Regions from separate parts of the Mus musculus genome. Here regions 1, 3, 4 and 5 are each linked to region 2. Evidence: chromatin contacts called from public Hi-C and HiChIP or PLAC-seq data. All regions are on one chromosome and are shown on one strand. The core of a region is the stretch at or near the end of the contact, and the rest is flanking DNA. Distances in the headings are between cores, read along the strand shown.

The links. Hi-C and Micro-C count contacts between places; a contact is called where the count stands out from the background. HiChIP or PLAC-seq counts read pairs in DNA pulled down with a chosen protein or histone mark.
Region 1: an H3K27ac HiChIP or PLAC-seq map of heart atrium shows a contact between it and region 2, with 7 times the contacts expected there. The contact joins two enhancer-like sites. A contact is called at or near these places in 1 of 15 datasets of contacts at CTCF or cohesin (pro-B cells), 1 of 484 Hi-C or Micro-C datasets (the N1E-115 cell line) and 1 of 115 datasets of contacts at active chromatin or transcription factors (heart atrium).
Region 3: a Hi-C map of the N1E-115 cell line shows a contact between it and region 2, with 3 times the contacts expected there. The contact joins two enhancer-like sites. A contact is called at or near these places in 2 of 484 Hi-C or Micro-C datasets (the N1E-115 cell line and adipose-derived mesenchymal stem cells), 1 of 115 datasets of contacts at active chromatin or transcription factors (heart atrium) and 1 of 9 other capture datasets (embryonic stem cells).
Region 4: a contact with region 2 is called in an H3K27ac HiChIP or PLAC-seq map of neural progenitor cells, with 7 times the contacts expected there. The contact joins two enhancer-like sites. A contact is called at or near these places in 1 of 15 datasets of contacts at CTCF or cohesin (large pre-B cells), 1 of 484 Hi-C or Micro-C datasets (myocytes) and 3 of 115 datasets of contacts at active chromatin or transcription factors (embryonic stem cells, neural progenitor cells and stem cell-derived neural progenitor cells).
Region 5: an H3K27ac HiChIP or PLAC-seq map of heart atrium shows a contact between it and region 2, with 15 times the contacts expected there. The contact joins two enhancer-like sites. A contact is called at or near these places in 1 of 15 datasets of contacts at CTCF or cohesin (large pre-B cells), 17 of 484 Hi-C or Micro-C datasets (the C2C12 cell line, the N1E-115 cell line, adipose-derived mesenchymal stem cells and 9 more) and 1 of 115 datasets of contacts at active chromatin or transcription factors (heart atrium).

What each region holds. Positions count from the first base shown.
Region 1 is chr2:124,368,187-124,371,795 of GRCm38.p6, reverse strand. It overlaps a transcript of Sema6d not described here. Among named protein-coding and RNA genes, the nearest start is that of 4930583P06Rik, 150 kb to the right of the region's middle. Within about 2 kb of position 1,610, at least 30 of the 459 cell types and tissues checked have an H3K27ac peak or open chromatin away from gene starts, as enhancers often do. A contact at or near this core is called in heart atrium, where this site is marked.
Region 2 is chr2:124,918,917-124,922,424 of GRCm38.p6, reverse strand. No RefSeq gene overlaps it. Among named protein-coding and RNA genes, the nearest start is that of Gm39920, 130 kb to the right of the region's middle. Within about 2 kb of position 1,909, at least 37 of the 459 cell types and tissues checked have an H3K27ac peak or open chromatin away from gene starts, as enhancers often do. A contact at or near this core is called in the N1E-115 cell line, heart atrium and neural progenitor cells, where this site is marked.
Region 3 is chr2:124,242,333-124,245,604 of GRCm38.p6, reverse strand. It overlaps a transcript of Sema6d not described here. Among named protein-coding and RNA genes, the nearest start is that of 4930583P06Rik, 22 kb to the right of the region's middle. Within about 2 kb of position 1,729, at least 24 of the 459 cell types and tissues checked have an H3K27ac peak or open chromatin away from gene starts, as enhancers often do. A contact at or near this core is called in the N1E-115 cell line, where this site is marked.
Region 4 is chr2:124,403,306-124,406,392 of GRCm38.p6, reverse strand. It overlaps a transcript of Sema6d not described here. Among named protein-coding and RNA genes, the nearest start is that of 4930583P06Rik, 180 kb to the right of the region's middle. Within about 2 kb of position 1,757, at least 25 of the 459 cell types and tissues checked have an H3K27ac peak or open chromatin away from gene starts, as enhancers often do. A contact at or near this core is called in neural progenitor cells, where this site is marked.
Region 5 is chr2:124,328,509-124,332,072 of GRCm38.p6, reverse strand. It overlaps a transcript of Sema6d not described here. Among named protein-coding and RNA genes, the nearest start is that of 4930583P06Rik, 110 kb to the right of the region's middle. Within about 2 kb of position 1,487, at least 8 of the 459 cell types and tissues checked have an H3K27ac peak or open chromatin away from gene starts, as enhancers often do. A contact at or near this core is called in heart atrium, where this site is marked.

The DNA.
Region 1 (3,609 bases), core at 361-2,860, 550 kb after region 2:
CCTACTGAACTCTATCTGCCCTGCATTCCTCCTTACCAGGACTCACAGGCTTTCTTACAGTGATTTAAATCATGAATACTTGCTTAATTCAGGAATAAGGCTTGAGTTCTGGAGACTGGCTGGTGTTGAGGTTGCCTACATAAACATACAAGCAGCCAGTAAAGGAAGTGATCAAGGGATACAGGACAGACAAGCATACACGTCAGATAACGCTATCAGGACTCTCAGGCCAGAGTGCTAGCATTTGAACAGTCCTTAGGATGTTCTGTGACAGGTTTAGCTGCTCTGGGATTTATACTTCCTCACCAGAAAAGTGAGAATGATGTTCTCCAGAACATGCCTGTGGTTAGTTGTTGGGTTTCTTGATTGTGATTCCTATCCAACAAAAAGATTCTGCTTCACACAGATCCACAGTGATGGGGATTCCCCTATCCTGGAGCTGTGTCACCCAGAACATATATATGTCTACTAGACACATGGCAGAAGACCACACTTCCCCAGGAAAGGACCCATGGGTCCCTTTCTTTCAAAGATCATTTCCCATAATTCATCATTGTACCCTGCATAATTACAAAGGGGTCTTGCATCAGAAAGGCAGATGGACCATTTTTTTGTGGGTTCTATTTTCTTGGCCTCTGAATTTTATTAAGTCTTAAGAAAACAAACAAAAATGATTAAGGTTTTTTTATTTCTTTGCATGTAGCAGTAGGCACATGTATTAAATGCTTTAATAAAGCTGGGACCTACTACAGAGAAGCTGCATATTCCTAAGAGGAATTCATTTGTTTTTGTGTGTGTGCATGTTGTGCATGCATGCTCAAATGGATGCTACAAGAGGATATGAGGTAACTTTTTCTATTGCTCCTGCCCTTTGCCTTGAGATAGGGTCTCTCCCTGAAGCAGAAGCTAGTCATCTGGGGCTAGGCTGGTTGACTTGCAAGCTCTCAGGATCTGCTCACCTCTATCCCCCGCCCCCAAAACTGAGGTTACAGTCTGTACAGTTGTGCTCAACTTGTTTCATGGGTGCTGGAGGCTCAAGCTGAGGTCTTCAGGCTTGTACATCAAGGGATCTCACCTACTGAAGATTCAGATTTTAAGGTGACTTTTGTAGTCATGTAACTTTTTTTGTATGTATGTATGTATGTATGTATGTATGTGTATATATGTATGTATGTATGTACAAATGTATGCATGGGCAAAGTTTAAGAATCAGTGGCATCTGGTTCTTGTGCAAAAAAGTTTGCATTGTTTAGAAATGAACATGTTTTGCAATTTGTTTTCCACAGCACTCTTTAATTAATAGGTCATTTAATGACTTCTCTGAATTTAAAGAGGAGAGGTTCTGGCTAAGGGATTGTAAGTGCAGTGGTAACCAGGAAGTTCTGTCTGTCTCTGACTCACCTTGAGCTTGTCCCAAGAAGCCCCCAGCCTGTTCTGCATACAGCGCACTCTAGGAGAACATCAGCAAAATGACAAGCTGACAGGAGCTAAGCCAGAATCTCTGACCTTTTATTCTGCTTCATGAGCAAAGAGAAAGGAATACCCCAGCTTCCTGGGTCCAGCCAGTCAGGAGTTAAGCTTCTCCTTCCCTTACAGCTTTGCCAGACAGTCTGGGGCTGGCCTTCCAGGTTTCCGGCTTTCTGGACCAGCTGGGAGAAGCATGCTTCTCAGACCCCATGGGCTTGCCAGAAAGTTTTCCCCAGAGACACAGCAGAATTGGAAGACAGCAAAGCCACTTTCATAAACTGGGTACTAATAGATGTTTAAGAGACTAAAAGAGAAGGAGTTTCTGGGTCAAAGGAAAGAAAAACTATGATAAGTTTTTAACAGTGTAGGCATATTTTTCCTTCCATAATTTGCATATGATCAGAGCAAACCTTTTCCTTCCAGGCGACTCCAGGAAGCCTGGGAGACATGGTTCTGAAATGCATTCAGAGGCATATTTCAATAGTTTTATTTCATAAGAATCATTTTTTTGCGCATTAACCCCAATTCTCTAATGCATGAAATATTCAAGCTGATATTTGACAAAGAAGCCTAGTTGGTACAAATCTCTGCTTTACATATAGATGTCCTAGGGAGCTATGAGAAAGCAGTTAGAGATGGTCTTTTCTTCAGGATGCTTATAGACATCAGTGATGCAAAGCTTTCCATACCTGGGTTGGCCGTGGTGATTCTTGGCCCAGGGTCCTCCTTGGCCAAGTTACAGAATCAAGTTATGCTGACTTCATTGGGCCTGGTATTACCAGAGGTCCCCTGGGAAATGCCTGCTTTATCCAGCCCTGTTTTGGACTGGAACCAAATCCCTATCTAAGCAGCTGAGAAGAAAGACCCAGTGAGAACAGGTCTGCAAGCTCTGGGCAGACAAGGCCACTATTCTTTTCCACCAATGACTGGCTACCTCTTCTTCCACTCTGCCATCACCCTTGAGGGTAAAGTATTTGATTTTCTCTTAGGATGACCCTGGTCTGTCTCTTTCTGTGAGCTTCCATCACTCTGAGGAACAGAGGATTCTCTACTTTCATCCACACTCACCTTCAAATGACAGGGATTTGCCAGAGAAAGCAAAGATGCACTTGGAAACTCTTTCTCCAGGAAAACTATTTTTTGGGAAGAAAGCACTGTGAAGCTGTAAACATGTCAGGGCTTTACCCTACCATAGCCTGTAGAACTTCACTTCAGTAATTTCTTCAACTTTTGTCACCTTTTGACAATTTTAGCACCCAATTCTCCACCTAGCTCACTTCCCCAAGATGTCCCATTTATTGCTAAAAAAAAAAATTAAATTAAAAAAAAACTTTCTTACATAAGTGCTATTGGTTTTTGGAGTGGGGTGTGAAAAATGTGAAACTAGTAAGAAATCAAGACACAGACAAGATTGGTGTCACACAGATTCTTTTTTTAATACTTTTTATTAGATATTTTCTTCATTAATATTTCAAATATTATCCCAAAAGTCCCCTATATCCTCCCCCCGCCCTGCTCCCCTGAAAACATTTTTTAAAATTTTTTTGTTTTTTTTAATATTTTTATTAGGTATTTCCTTATTTACATTTCCAATGCTATCCCAAAAGTCCCCCATGACCTCCCCCCCCTCCCCTATCCACCCACTCCTACACTTTGGCCCTGGCGTTCCCCTGTACTGGGGGATATAAAGTTTGCAAGTCCAATGGGCCTCTCTTTCCAGTGATGGCCGACTAGGCCATCTTTTGATACATATGCATCTAGAGTCAAGAGCTCCGGGGTACTGGTTAGTTCATAATGTTGTTCCACCTATAGGGTTGCAGATCCCTTTAGCTCCTTGGGTACTTTCTCTAGCTCCTCCATTGGGGGCCCTGTGATCCATCCAATAGCTGACTGTGAGCCTCCACTTATGTGTTTGCTAGGCCCTGGCCTAGTCTCACAAGAGACAGCTATATCAGGGTCCTTTCAGCAAAATCTTGCTACTGTATGCAATGGTGTCAGCGTTTGGAGGCTGATTATGGGATGGATCCCTGGATATGGCAGTCTCTAGATGGTCCATTCTTTTGTCTCAGCTCCAAACTTTGTCTCTGTAACTCCTTCCATGTGTGTTTTGTTCTCAATTCTAAGAAGGGGCAAAGTGTCCAC
Region 2 (3,508 bases), core at 660-3,159:
ACTTTAATTTTAATAGAAAATTTAATTAAGTATCTAACTGTTTATTGTAAGTGTAAAAGAATAAAATTGTTATGTCTATGTTTTCTAAATATCAGTGCTTGGGTAAATTTATTGTATTTTTATTAAATTAATACTCCAGCATTTCTCTGATGTTATTTTAAGTGAGAAGAAATGAACTAGGCTAGGCATTCCTGCTTTGAAAATGGCTTGTATAAATCTGAAAAATAAAAAATAACTGAGAAAAATTTGGATTCACCTTTTCTATTTTAAAATATAGCCTGAGTAAAGGATGCTTTTAGGCATAGTTATTTTGGGACAAAACAGTTACAAACGCTGACTAAAATTACACGTTTCTCTCATTCATACTTGACCGAAGGATAATTTAAGATACTGCTCTGGTTCTGTCGCTGCCAGCATCTGGAGGTCAGCACCAGGAGTGATCAACCCAGGGTACTGCCTGGAGTGAGCAGCATGAAAGACAGTCAACATCTTAAAATAATACGGCTGGATGAGGCAGCGGAGCCTCTTTCCTAAGCATGAGCACGTTTTCTAGTTTCTTTTCCAAAATAATCGGGAGTCACCATCTGTCTTTAAGGATGTCACCATGTTCATTTGATCATCGTCAGTTGTGTCTAAACTTCACTGGTTTGACCTTAGATATTAGGAAGGCTTCCAGTCCCTTGTCACCTCATTTGTAAAACAATGTTACAAAGGGATTTTCTTGTCTCTCTATGGTTGTTTGATTCATACAACACCTAAGCATGATTGGTCAAAAGGACTTTCTAACTAAAGTCAATAAAGTATGTCCTATTTACTCTGTGGTTGCTATGGTTCCATATAATTACAAAAGGACGTGTAGATGAGCAGGTAAAGGGGCTTGCCACCAAGACTGATTGATGACTTGATTGATAACAACCCAACTCTGTGCTACTTACAGGTGCTGATTGGAGAAGTCTGGGACAGAGCCGGTGATTCTGCTGTTTAACCCAGATTGGTGTTTATGTCTCAAACTCTAGGTGGGGCAACCAAAAGCAGAGACTAGGAAAAGCTAGATACCGCTATGTTCCCGAACATATGAAAAGCTGGAAAGATCAGTGTTGGCCAAAGCACAGGAAAAGAGTCTTGGCCATAAATTAGGGGAAGGAATCACTTGTGCTGCCTGAACTCAATCAAGATGATGCTAGAGATTGCATTCATTGTGGCTAAGGAGACGAATCCCAGCACCACCTATGCCAGCCACATGTTGGGATATGGGTGCTTACCTGTGAAGCATTCCAAGTCAGGATGCTTGACAGTGCTTCTGAAACAGTGTATGAAGCTATTTAGCCAAGACGAATGATGCTTATTTGCCACTTGGAGTCCGTTTCACATGTGTACAAACATGGTAAAGCTCTGTTAACTCTTGTGTTCCTGTGTGCACATGCCTGCTTACCTGTGAAGTCAGGGTATTTTCTATTTTTCCCTGTAGGCAAACCGTATGCTTTATGTTTGTAATAATAGTAAAGCCGGTGTTTAGCTTCCATTAAGCATCAGTTAGGCTGCTGACATAGTGAGAACAATTCCTTCCTACGTGCCAATTAGCTTGCACTGGAATGACCCTGATACTGGCTTCTCATTCCATGAGGTGTCTGCAGCAAAGGACCACACTTGGATAAGGTCATCCTTATAGTCCATTGCTTCATTAAATGTCCCCTCTCTTGGTGACCGAGACACTGCTCTTCTACTCAGGGTCACAATGACCTTGTGACAAATTCCTTGCTCATGCCCATCCCACTCTCTAAAATGCCCCTTCCTTGTCTCCTTAAGTTGGAGTTACTGTTAACAACTCCTCCCGGGAAGGCTGGACTTTATCTCTGACTTCAGCTGGAGAATATGTTCCTTGTTGCCTGGAAAGAGCTGCTGGATTCTTGGCCGGGAGCCTTCCCTGCCCTAGTCTTACATTGCCAGCTGGTTTCCTCTGCTCTGCCCTCCTCTGCTTCTTCCATTCTTCCCAGGAATCAGCTGGATCCAGCTTATCTTGAGCCCTGCTCCATTTCTGCCTCTTCCTAAGCCTTCAAGCTTTCCCCAGTGCAAGCCTTGTTTAAATACCCAAGGGCAGTTAATTCTTTGCTGCCCTTTCTGTCTCTGGTTTTCATCCACTATTTTCTCTTGCCACTCAGAGCTTACATCCTGCTCTTTAAACCTTGATATCTTGGCTCCCTGTGCAGAAGTTTTGGATCATTTATGTTTTTGATACTAGAGTCTTAGATAAGAAAATGTTTATTGAAACATTGATGATAAACTAATTTCAGAAATTCCAAGGGTCAATTCAGTTCAAATGTTAATTGGGTCTTCTTCTGTTATCTCTGAGGACAAAGATAATTTTAGAAATCTGGATGAGGCTAACAGAGTTCCTTCTAAACACATTCCAGAGCTGACCACTGTCTGGAGCCTGCCTGTTTTCCTGGGTCATCCTGGTGCCATGGTAACTGTGCCCTCAGTTACAGTGCATGCTCTGAGCTGCTGAATGAGACAGGATGGAGGGGGAGAATGCTGCTCAGGACTCTTCATCCGGCCTCATTGCATCTCCCTTTTCCTCCAAGTGAGAAGAATAGTACCTTCTGAGGGAGCACATAGACTGAAGCTGAGAAATGAAGTTCATCTTAGGGAGGGCATGAGGAATCGTGTATAACGAAGTCACTGATTACCCCCTGACCCCACCCACCCTATCCTCAGGGTCCTTGGGCTTGTTCAGGACAAGGTTGTCTGGCGTTATCTTCCCCTCTTTGGCTACCTTCTTATGCTAGACTGGAGAGCAGCCCTAATCAGCCTGGTTCTCTGTTTCCTGTTCCCTGAGAAAATAAGTCCCCATCACTCCTGCAGGTAAGATAAGGCAGGGTTTCCACCCCTGGGAGGTAGCTGAGCCTCTGTATCCTATCTCACTAGCTTCTTCCAGCCAAAAGCTTAAGACCTTGCCCCATGGGGTCAGACTGATTTCAGAGCACTCTTCTTTTCTCCTACCCCACACCTATTTAAGAACTGCAAATGTAGTTACATCACTAAGGAAGGCTGTGCTTTAAATAGCTCCCTTGATTGTTAAGATCTGGCATACTTGAGCTTTAAGAAGTCCTAACTACAACCCAGGAAACTGACTGGGCAGAATTCAGCTTTCTTACCTATGTTCTTCCCTGCTGGCAGCTGTGAGATCAACAGCCGCCATGTTTGCCCTAAGGAGGCCGAGTTCGCTGGCCTTCTGCCCCTACCCTGCTGGCATAGGCTTGTCTTGTTTTTCTTCTGTCTAGGCCTTCCTCTGAGCCCCAGAGGCTGTTCCTGGAAAGCTAAATCCTCACAAATGGCACTCTATTTTCTGGGTGGTGGAAGGGCAGAAGGGCGTGATGAAAAGAAATAAAGGAACAAAGAAAAACTAAGATGTTGAGAGGAGAAATTAAGTCAAGCCGAAGGGCAGTGTGTACTCTCAATCCCTAGCACCATGAACCTTGCCACTTACTACATAAATAAATCTCTCTTT
Region 3 (3,272 bases), core at 480-2,979, 680 kb after region 2:
CCAATCTGACAGCCAACCCCTGAAATCATTTCATGTTATTAAGAAATAAATTTATTATCACTGAATAAGTTATATATTTGATTCAAAGTTCAGGCTAAATGGAAAATTAGATTATTACTATCTTCCTGCAAAGATTTTATTATTAATTTGTTCATCTGAAATTTAATAATTTCAGGCAAGTCAAATAAATTATTTACGATTGTATTTTACCCCAAGATACAAATCCTGCATATCCCTAGGCTTTCAATTTCTCTTCATATATTGATACTTTGGAAGTTGAATTGCAGAAGGCAAAAGAAATATAGTAGAAAGTAAGGTCACTGATCATCAGAGATCAGGAACCAATTACTATTTTAAGACCGGGTGTTTGTTTAAATTATCACTGTAATAGAGAAACAATAGATGACTTCATATCTAAATCATGCCCCTGATTCCATCATGGGAGAAACCAGAAGCTGTTTAATTTCTGAGTCACATATCCACAAGGGGTCAACAGAGGAATTTGTGGGGACTGCTGTTATTTAACATATTTTACCTCACAGCAAGGCAGGCACCTTTTAAGTACACATTTCTGCCCATCTCCACAGCAACAAGTAACCTAATAGAGAGCCACTCTCCCCCGATTCCATTGTCTGTGGAGAGTTGTTTATCTTTCTTTAGCAAGCTCTGCAGAAAGAAGAGCAGTTTTCCAAAACTCAGATGAACAATTTGGGCTTACGAAGTAGCATTTTGGTTTTCTCACAGTAGCAATTTTAGGCGACACCAGTGCTTGGCCAGAAAGCTGAACACAAGTTATAAACAACCATTCATATAACCACTGGGTGGACATTGTGATGGAGCCAACTTTTCTGTGCAACATCTCCATTGTGAAACCAGTTTGGCATTTGGTTTGTAAAAGGAGAAGGCAGACTGAGTGTGTGGGTCAGGGGGCAGTGGGGGTGCTGATGTGGACTTCTGGCTGTGCTCAGTAGACTGGCATGAGGTAGTCAGCTGAATTAGCTATATTCAAATGCAGGTCAGTTGGGATAATAAAAGGAAGTTAGGAGAAGTTACTTGGTAGGTAACATCAAAGGAAGAGCAGAAGAGATCTGAATGAGGGAACTGAGCAGAGTATGCAAATCTTGGAATGTAATATCCATGTGTTCCATTGTCTACTAAGCCTGTGTCTCTGAAAACAACACAAAACAACAAAACTGTTCAGGTACTTCTAAAATACTGGCCCATTTTACATATGCTTGTTAATGGTGTCTTCTGTTTGAAAACATTCAATCCCATTTTAAAGAAGATGTCTTCTTTATACAGCCTGTGTCTGTAATTGTTCGTGTAAACCATGGAGAACTGCATGGCTAGAACAGGTAATCTAAATGATTCAGACTCAATATAGAATGAGCTTGGGCTCACACACACACACCACTGACAGCAAAGCAGCATTCCTTTTCCCCATTTCACACCTATTAATGCAATAGGGCATAAATATATAATGACTATTGTCTTTTAAATTATTTCCAATGCATTATAAATTCTCATCCACACAACTTATTAGTAGAATAAAATTATATTTGCCATGCGTCCATGGTCATTTAATTTTCAGCAGACTTATGCAAGTAAATCCACATCCTTCTCTTTGTCTTCTAAGAATTAGGTCTGTAACTAGGTCAATAGACCAGTTCTTTTCTGAAATGTGGGGAAACTGAATTTGACTCCTCTTTCAGTCTCCCATGGCCTGGTATGACATCATCCTCTTGGCTCACACACAAGATAAAATGACTGAAACGTACAAGATATCCACCAACATCACAGTTTAGCAGGCACACTGAAAAGAAGAAATAAATCAAGTGGCTATCCTTGGAGATAAGAGGAGAGGAGCTGATGCAATAGAAGCTAACAGACTTTGGAAGGGAGCAGAAAGATGGAGAGGAAGGAAGAAATTGAAGGAAGGGAGAGGGGCAGGTCCAGGAGGTAAGCTCAAGGCTCTACAGCCAACCAGTGTGCACTTGAGAGCCTTCTACCCAAGAGCAGGTCTGCACAGATTCTTCTACCCAGTTTCCTGAACTTTCTTTCACATTCATGCCTCTCTCTTCCCAGATTCTGCTTTGAAGCATTTTAGGGGTCCAGCCAGTTTGGGCTTTCAGAGCATTTGAACCACTTAGAGACTTGAGGTTTTTAAATGTTAGACACTTACTGTGGTCCATCTGCTTTTCATCTCAGGGGGCAAGACCAATGAACCACAGCTTAAAAATCAGAAGAATGGCACAGAGTACAAGCTGTGAGTGCAAAGGTGAAAAGAGGCGAACTTCTCTATGGCAGAGAAGAAAGCAGAAGCCAGTCTGGGCTATGATCAGATGACACGGGTTGACTTTGCTCACTCAACTTCAAGTGCCGGGTTCAGAAAATATGCTCACATGTAGGCACCTGGAGGGTTCTGATGGCAAGGTGACTAAGGGGTTTAACTCAAAAAAAAAAAAAAAAATAGAGACCTTGTTTGTTCTTTCTTCTTTGTGCAAACGATCCAAGGTCTCAGTATAGTGGCTGAGTGTCAAAGTTCTAAGCAGTTGAAAGCAAGCTTTAACCCTCATGGTGGCTCATCTAGGTAAGAAACTCTGAGACTCAGGATGGAGGAAGACATGGAGACTCAGGATGGAGGAAGACATGGGGTAAGTTTATAGGTTGAAGGATTCAACCTACAGCCTAGCCATTGTTCCTAAGAGGACCCTCCAATAGAAGGGAGAAGATTTAGACCTCACTCTCACTTGGTTTCCCTCCATCCCTCACCCTAACTCTTGGTTTTCTTCCCTTTTCAAGTTCCAAGGAAGGTACCCTCTTTTTGTCCATATCACCTTGACAAAATTTCTTCTCTTCTCCATGTCTGCTGATTACAACCTTCATTTCTCAGCTGCTGTTTTACTTCCTTAGGTTATTCTGCTACCAGGGCACTAGATACATGTTATTACTATCAACAATGAGTACATTCAGAGCCATTATAAAGGGATTTTTTATTTATTTATTTTCATGGCATTTAGCAGTCTTTGTGGCAGGGTAGCCAAAATAGGAATGTTTCCCTCAGGCTTCTGTAGATATCTGTTGTGGGTCAGTCATCAGTATTCATCAGTAGAATATACATACACATGAGTCATGCTTTGACAACTCTCTGTTCCATGCCTAAAATTTTTGTGTAATGAGACAATTATTATTTTTTTTTATGTTTGGGGGTTTTGTCGTTTGCTTGTTTGTTTGTTTGTTTTGGATTTATATAACTGGAAGGCGAGTTCTTC
Region 4 (3,087 bases), core at 508-3,007, 520 kb after region 2:
AAGATACAATTTTCAAGACACATAAAACTCAAGAAGAAGGAAGACGAAAGTGTGAATACTTCATTCCTCCTTACATAGGGAACAAAATACCCATGGAAGGAGCGACAGAGACAAAGTTCAGAGCTGAGACAAAAGGAAGGACCATTCAGAGACTTCCCCACCCTGGGATTCATCCCAGAAACAGTCACCAAACCCAGGCACTATTGCATATGCCAACAAGATTTGCTGACAGGACCCTGATATACTGTCTCCTGTGAGGCTATGCAGTGCCTGGCAAATACAGAAATGGATGCTCACAGTCATCTATTGGATGGAACACAGGACCCCCAATGGAGGAGCTAGAGAAAGTACCCAAGGAACTGAAGCCCTATAGGAGGAACAGCTATGTAAACTAAACAGTACCCTGAGAGCTTGTGTCTCTAGCTGCATATGTAGCAGAAGATGGCCTAGTTGGCCATCATTGGGAAGAGAGGCCTTTGGTCTTTTGAAGATTCTATACCCCAGTATAGGGGAATGCCAGGGACAGGAAGTGGGAGTTCATGGGTTGGGGAGCAGGGGGAGGGGGAAGTTATAGGGGATTTTCGGAAAGGATGCTAGGAAAGGGGATAACACTTGAAATGTAAATGAAGAAAACATCTAATTAAAAAAGAAGAAAAAGAAAAAGAAAGGTGTCTCTTGATCCCTACAGACAACTTCCTATCATTTCATCGTCTGGAATGCATGGTTGTGATATTAACCATTGACACTGAAATCTCTACAGGTGGCTTCAGTGCCACCCGTAGCCTAATTGTAGGTACAGGTCTTCAAGAGCAGGCAAAAGTGCTTGCCATCTGCAGCCGGAAGGAACTAGAGTCCACCCAAATCTACTCAAGATACAAAAAACACTTTAGCATATGCAGATGCCCCAAATGGCTTTATAGACAAAAATCCCTTTAATAAGCCTGAGACAGGCCTGAATTTATTTAAATGTTTAATTCTGAATGTATGTGTGCCTGGTAGTAATGTTCACCATCTGTCTGACACTGCCTATTGAGGTAATTGTCAAGCTACAGTATGACATATGGTGCACATATTTGGCCCTTAAATATAACCGCCTTGGCATGAAAGAATTGGAAATGAAGATTTAATCTTTGTTATCATTCAAGTTGGAGTTGAACAAACAGCCAGTTCTAGGCTATCACTGTTTTCTTATTTTGTGATAAATACGCCTCCACAGGCAGGCCCGCAAGCAGGACTGGAGTGGCAAGCCTGGCTCCAATGTACCAAGTCCTTTCCTCTCTGCTGCATCTCTTAGCAAGCAACCCAGGCAGGAGGGCAGGGCTACAGCAGCTAGTCTTGGGTAGGGGAGTATGTGGAGGGTCCCAGGTAGGGGCACAGCTGGGCTGTGGCCTTGAAGGACTTCTTAGACAGCCAGTAACTGCAGCAGCTCCTATCTTGACTAGTCCTTCTAATTCCTGAGCTTTTCTTTTCAAACCTACCCTGTTTTATTTCCCTAACAAGCTCTTCATCAGCACAACAAATACGGTGATATCCACAAAAAGAAGGAAGAAATGGCAGAGCATAGCAGTTTCCTGAGCCCTGCTAGTGCCCCAGGATAGTGCACATGGCTCCAAGAGAGAACAATACCCTTTTCAAGTTATTTTGGTTAAAGGATTGTGACCTTGGAGTGACAAATGTCTCAGGCACTGCACCCTTCTTGGTTTAAATACTAGCAGCTCTGTAGCATTGGACACAGCTGTGTAGATGCCGAAGTCTGACTTGAAAGACCTACTTTCTGTTGGATTAGAGGATAAGTGTAGCTATTGTGGTTGCAGCCACTGACTGGATCTACAGCGATGCAAATATGGCAACTGGGGCAATGGGACTCCAGGGGAGTCTGTGCCTCTTCTCAATTGGGGTAGCCTGTCATTCATTACACGCAGTCCTCCGTACAATAACAGCTTCCTGTGTAGAGTCAACATACAGTTTCTCAACCCTGCCCCTCCCTGGCTCACCCTTACTGCCTTTTCATTTCACAAGGGAGACAGCAGGGGCTGCTGGAAGGGAAGCAGGATAGTTAACACCGTGCTCACACTCACACATTTTAGGAGACCTGGGAATGATCATTCCAACATGAGTAAGACAGTCACCAAGGTAATACTCCATCCTTGCATTTTCTTCTAGTCGAAATGACGACTTGATTCCACGTCTTGGAATACCGCCAAGGCTTGTCTTTAAGCCTCGAGCTTTACATGTCCTCTGTTCCTAATTAGCAACTGGGCTAAATTTAGCAAGGTCTCTCTGATGCCACTATAGACACAGAAGGATTCCAAACATCTCACAAGAAGGCAAGAGATTTGGTGGATCTAGGGAAAGAGAAAACAAACCTGATGGTACCCCCTCTGGAGAGAAGATTGAGATGCTTAGGGATTTTGAAGCAAAGTGATAACACTCGGCATTGAAGATATTTAAATTCTGATGTGGGGCTCCCTTGAGACCCAGAATGTGTAGTGCAGTGGTCTAGGGTCACGTTCTCAGAGCTGCCTGGCCCAGGGGATAAAATAAGGAAAAGGAGATTCTTTCTCATGCTTCCTGCTCACTTTTGATTCCCACGGCTATGAGATTCTGAATCCTTTTCTCTGGTGTAGTGTCCAAAGATCCAAATCCCGAGGGCATTTCCATCCTGTTTCCAGAGTCCCCAGGGAACGACGTTGCCCAGTGATGATTCCCCAACTCCTCCTGATCAGTCCCACCGCCTCCCTCTGTTCTCTCTCTCCCGGCAGGTTTTATTTATGAGACTTTCAAAATAACACAAGAGCTTCAAGAAAATCTAATAAAAATTGTGGATATGTATAACCTTGACCTCCAGCCACGGATTATTAGCAACTTGCTGTATGTATTTATTTTCCTTTTATGTGTGAATGGATGTATATGCATGATCTCTGCCATGATTTTGGTTTGGTTGCTAAGCTTTCTGGGAATAAATTAGACATTCTGAACCTTTCTTTGTTTTTTTTTGGGTTTTTTTGTATGCTTATGCTGAGAACATTAACATTGTCTATATAATAAATGAATCATCATTACATATATAGACATGGATGCTGTAGT
Region 5 (3,564 bases), core at 238-2,737, 590 kb after region 2:
AGCCTATCCAGATGGTGATACCCTCCTCCTAGCCCAGTTGTCTCAATCTGGTGCAGCATTTTGGGAATGCGGTCTTTGGATGGCATGACTTGGGCTGGGGTCAAGAGTTCTGAGTCGCTCATGTTCTTGTAAGTAATTCTTTACCACACTTTTATAAATAAACTGTGCAAACTCACTGCTTCATTAAGCTAGCTTTGGGTCTGCCATTAGTGTCCTCTCTGAGACAAGTAGATGTTCTGCAACATTTTCCCAGAAAAAGCTACACAGCAGACTGGTAAAGAAGAAATATTAGGCTTAAAATGTCTCCAAGATCACCATGTAGGTCACAGCCTTGGAAACAGTTACTTAGAGAAGTTATTGTGCATCACCTGAATGATAGATTTCAAGAGAGATTTCTTAAGGGAGATGTTGTCAGTGTATAATGACATGGTATAACACTCACTAGAAACTCCTGTGATATCTACTTTAAAATATACTGAGTCAAGTTAGGGTGGCTTTTAGTTGCTTTTATAATGTGAGAAATTGTGCTTGTATGGGGAAAACACTCATAATTTGTGAGTTTAAAACATAGATAATCATCAGAGTTATAATAATATCATAGTACATTTAGGAATGTTGTGTCCCAAGAGACCTCGCAGTGTGGAGATAGAAGTCCCACGCATCCTCCATCCATCCCAACCATATGGGAATCAGCACTGGGTAGACTACAAGTGCTTTCTCCATTTCACTTTTTGGATTGAAATGTTTCCTGTGAACAGATATTCAAATATATTGTGGTTTGGAACATATTCAAATAAACCTCATTAAAAAATAAAACCTACTGGCTCTGATTCCATAAAACACTTAGGTATATAGAATCTTCTAAGGCCAGTTTTTCTGAGTCAGCTGGGATCTGCTGTTGCCAAAAATCATGCACTATCTATGGTTGAAAAGACAGCTGTGTGCTTTGAAACTTCTGCCTATAAACATTTAAAAGACAAATGGTATATCAAGCTATTATATAAATGACATTGTGTCTACATTCCTCTATAGGAGTTAACATATCGTTCATGGTGCATGCTGTGACAAGAACATTTCATCTGGTCACTTCCTAGTGCGCCTTGTTTGTTTTCATGCTTCCAGCATAAACCGTACACTTCTTGATTCTGATTTTGTGCTCACTGTAGTTTCTTTTCAACATGATTTGCTCTTCTATCTCTAGCTTTTCCTGATGCTTCTTTTATTTAATGCCAATCATAAGATGGAAACTATTATGTGTATGGATTATAAATAACTTCTTAGGACCTAGACATATCTTTCTGGAAGGACTTGTGATCTACAGAGGTGACAGGATTCATACACATAAAAGAACTGAGGCTGGTAAAGGGATAAAAATAATATTATGCAAAGTAGGTGTCTGACAGGACAATATTTAAGATTAATCTCCCAGGGCAGCTATGAAAAGGTGTCAGGCAGAGTGTCAGAGGGGTGGTGGCATTTCAAAGGCAAAGAGAAAGAGCAAATCACACATGAGGCAATGACAAACAGGTCAGTTCAGTTATAGTGCTTGGACTCCTAAAGGTCAGGAAGGAATTAGAACCATGGCTGCTAGCTGTGGAGCACCCCAGCAGGTTCCTTGAACAGTGTTGACAATTCTAATTTTATTTTCCTGCCTTCTTATCAGGAGCTAAAACATCTGAATCCAAATATTCTAAATCATTCTGTTGCCTCCTGGGCTGACCATCCAGAAGACCTACCTACACACAGTATTGATCAAACATCATTTAACACCATCTCCCAGGGCTTTTGTCTTCAGAACTATTATACCCTACTTTTTAGGTTGATGTCAGTTGAAGTTAACTCTTACAAAGTGGCCATTTCTCAGGCATGAGAGATCATTCTCTTCCAAAGTTGTGTGGTATTTTCCTTAGAGCTATTTCTTTCAAGCCAACTCTCAAGACCCCACTCAGTACATACTTGCATATATACATTCCAGCACAATCCTCAGGTCAATATTTCTAACTGACTCTGGCCTGTTGTCACACTGATTTCTTGCCAATAGTAAGTGAAATACAGCCAGCACCAAGATCATTACAAACTCCTGATGTCTGACTTGCTACGAGCATCCACTTCCCTGTCCTTTTGTTTGGCTTTACTGCTGATAACAACACTCTGTGGACTCTTTGTCCTGACTCCTGGGAAAGCTGTATTAACTTGTTTCTTTATTCTGCCAAGTCATTACATTCCTCTTCTGTATGTCTTCCATACATTCCTTCCCCTGTTTCTAAAGCCACTGTCTTCCTCCAATCTCTAACAGACATACAACTCTCCCAATGTGTTCTCTGCCTTCTTGCTTTCTATATCCCTTTGTTCTTCCAAGTTCAGCCCCCCTGTGTGAGCCACTTGCCTTTTTGCACCTCCCCAGATGGATCATAAAGACTTGCTCCAACATGCTGGAGATGGAGTTTCCTGTCACTGGAGGCTCTATCTTGGATGTCTTGTACTTTCCCCCCTTGTTTTATTACTGACTGAATCCTTTCTCAGATGAAATAACTATCTCCTTTGTATTTGAGTTTCTCCTGGCAATTGTGCATCTCTGGCAAGAATTTTAGGAGTATTCTGGGGAGAGACTGGCTGGTTTAAATTAATCTAGACTTAAACCTACCCCTGATCTTTACTGTGTGATTAACTTGGCCTCTAACCTGATAGGAAATAAATTAAATATAAAGAATGGGGTCTGTAGAACATCATCACAGTATGGATGCGATCTACTCAGCTCTGTTTTTTCAAAAGGGGTGAAAAAAACCCACCTAGAAAAGCCAGTGATGCAGACACACAATGACCAAGAGGATATTGTACAGACCATATCACTACCAAGGATTCATGATGTGCTATCCCTGTAAAGAAGAGTCCACACATCCACAATCCCAGGAGAACAGCCTAGGCAGAACTATAGCAGTTGTTTCCAGTGCCTATGCAAACAGATGCTTGGGTAGCTTGTCATTAAAGACTTCTAGGGACCTGATATGTAATAATACAGAGAACATAAACATTAATTTTATATAGTTTTAAAGTAAAGTAGGTGTGATCTATCTCATCAACATTTAAGTATATACGAATCTATTGACTTTTTAGATTCATAGCTATTGTTTGATTACAAATTAAAACATTACCAATGAAGTAATTTTCTGACCATCTGCCCACATTAACTGGCCCAAGACTTTAATTATAACTTGTAGAGAATAAAAGGTGATCCACCCTTTTCATGTCACAGAAGTTAAAATCTTACTAAAGCTTGAGTCTCAAGATGAAAGTTCGGTTTCTGTCTTTAATTTGGTATCTAAGTAATTTAATCTTTCTTTCTGTTCCTCATTGAAATGTCACCTTGAAACTCAATTTATTGTTTGCAAGGTATTTTCTGAGATTTTTTATAAAAAACTATCTTATGGTATGTCTATTGTTTAATGGATACAGTTCTGTGTGTTACAGAGGAACAGTGTGACAGATTAACAAGAATCATCTCCTGAATGGAGTTTACATTATAGAGGGTTAAGCTAACAATATGTGAATTGACTGGATACAGAG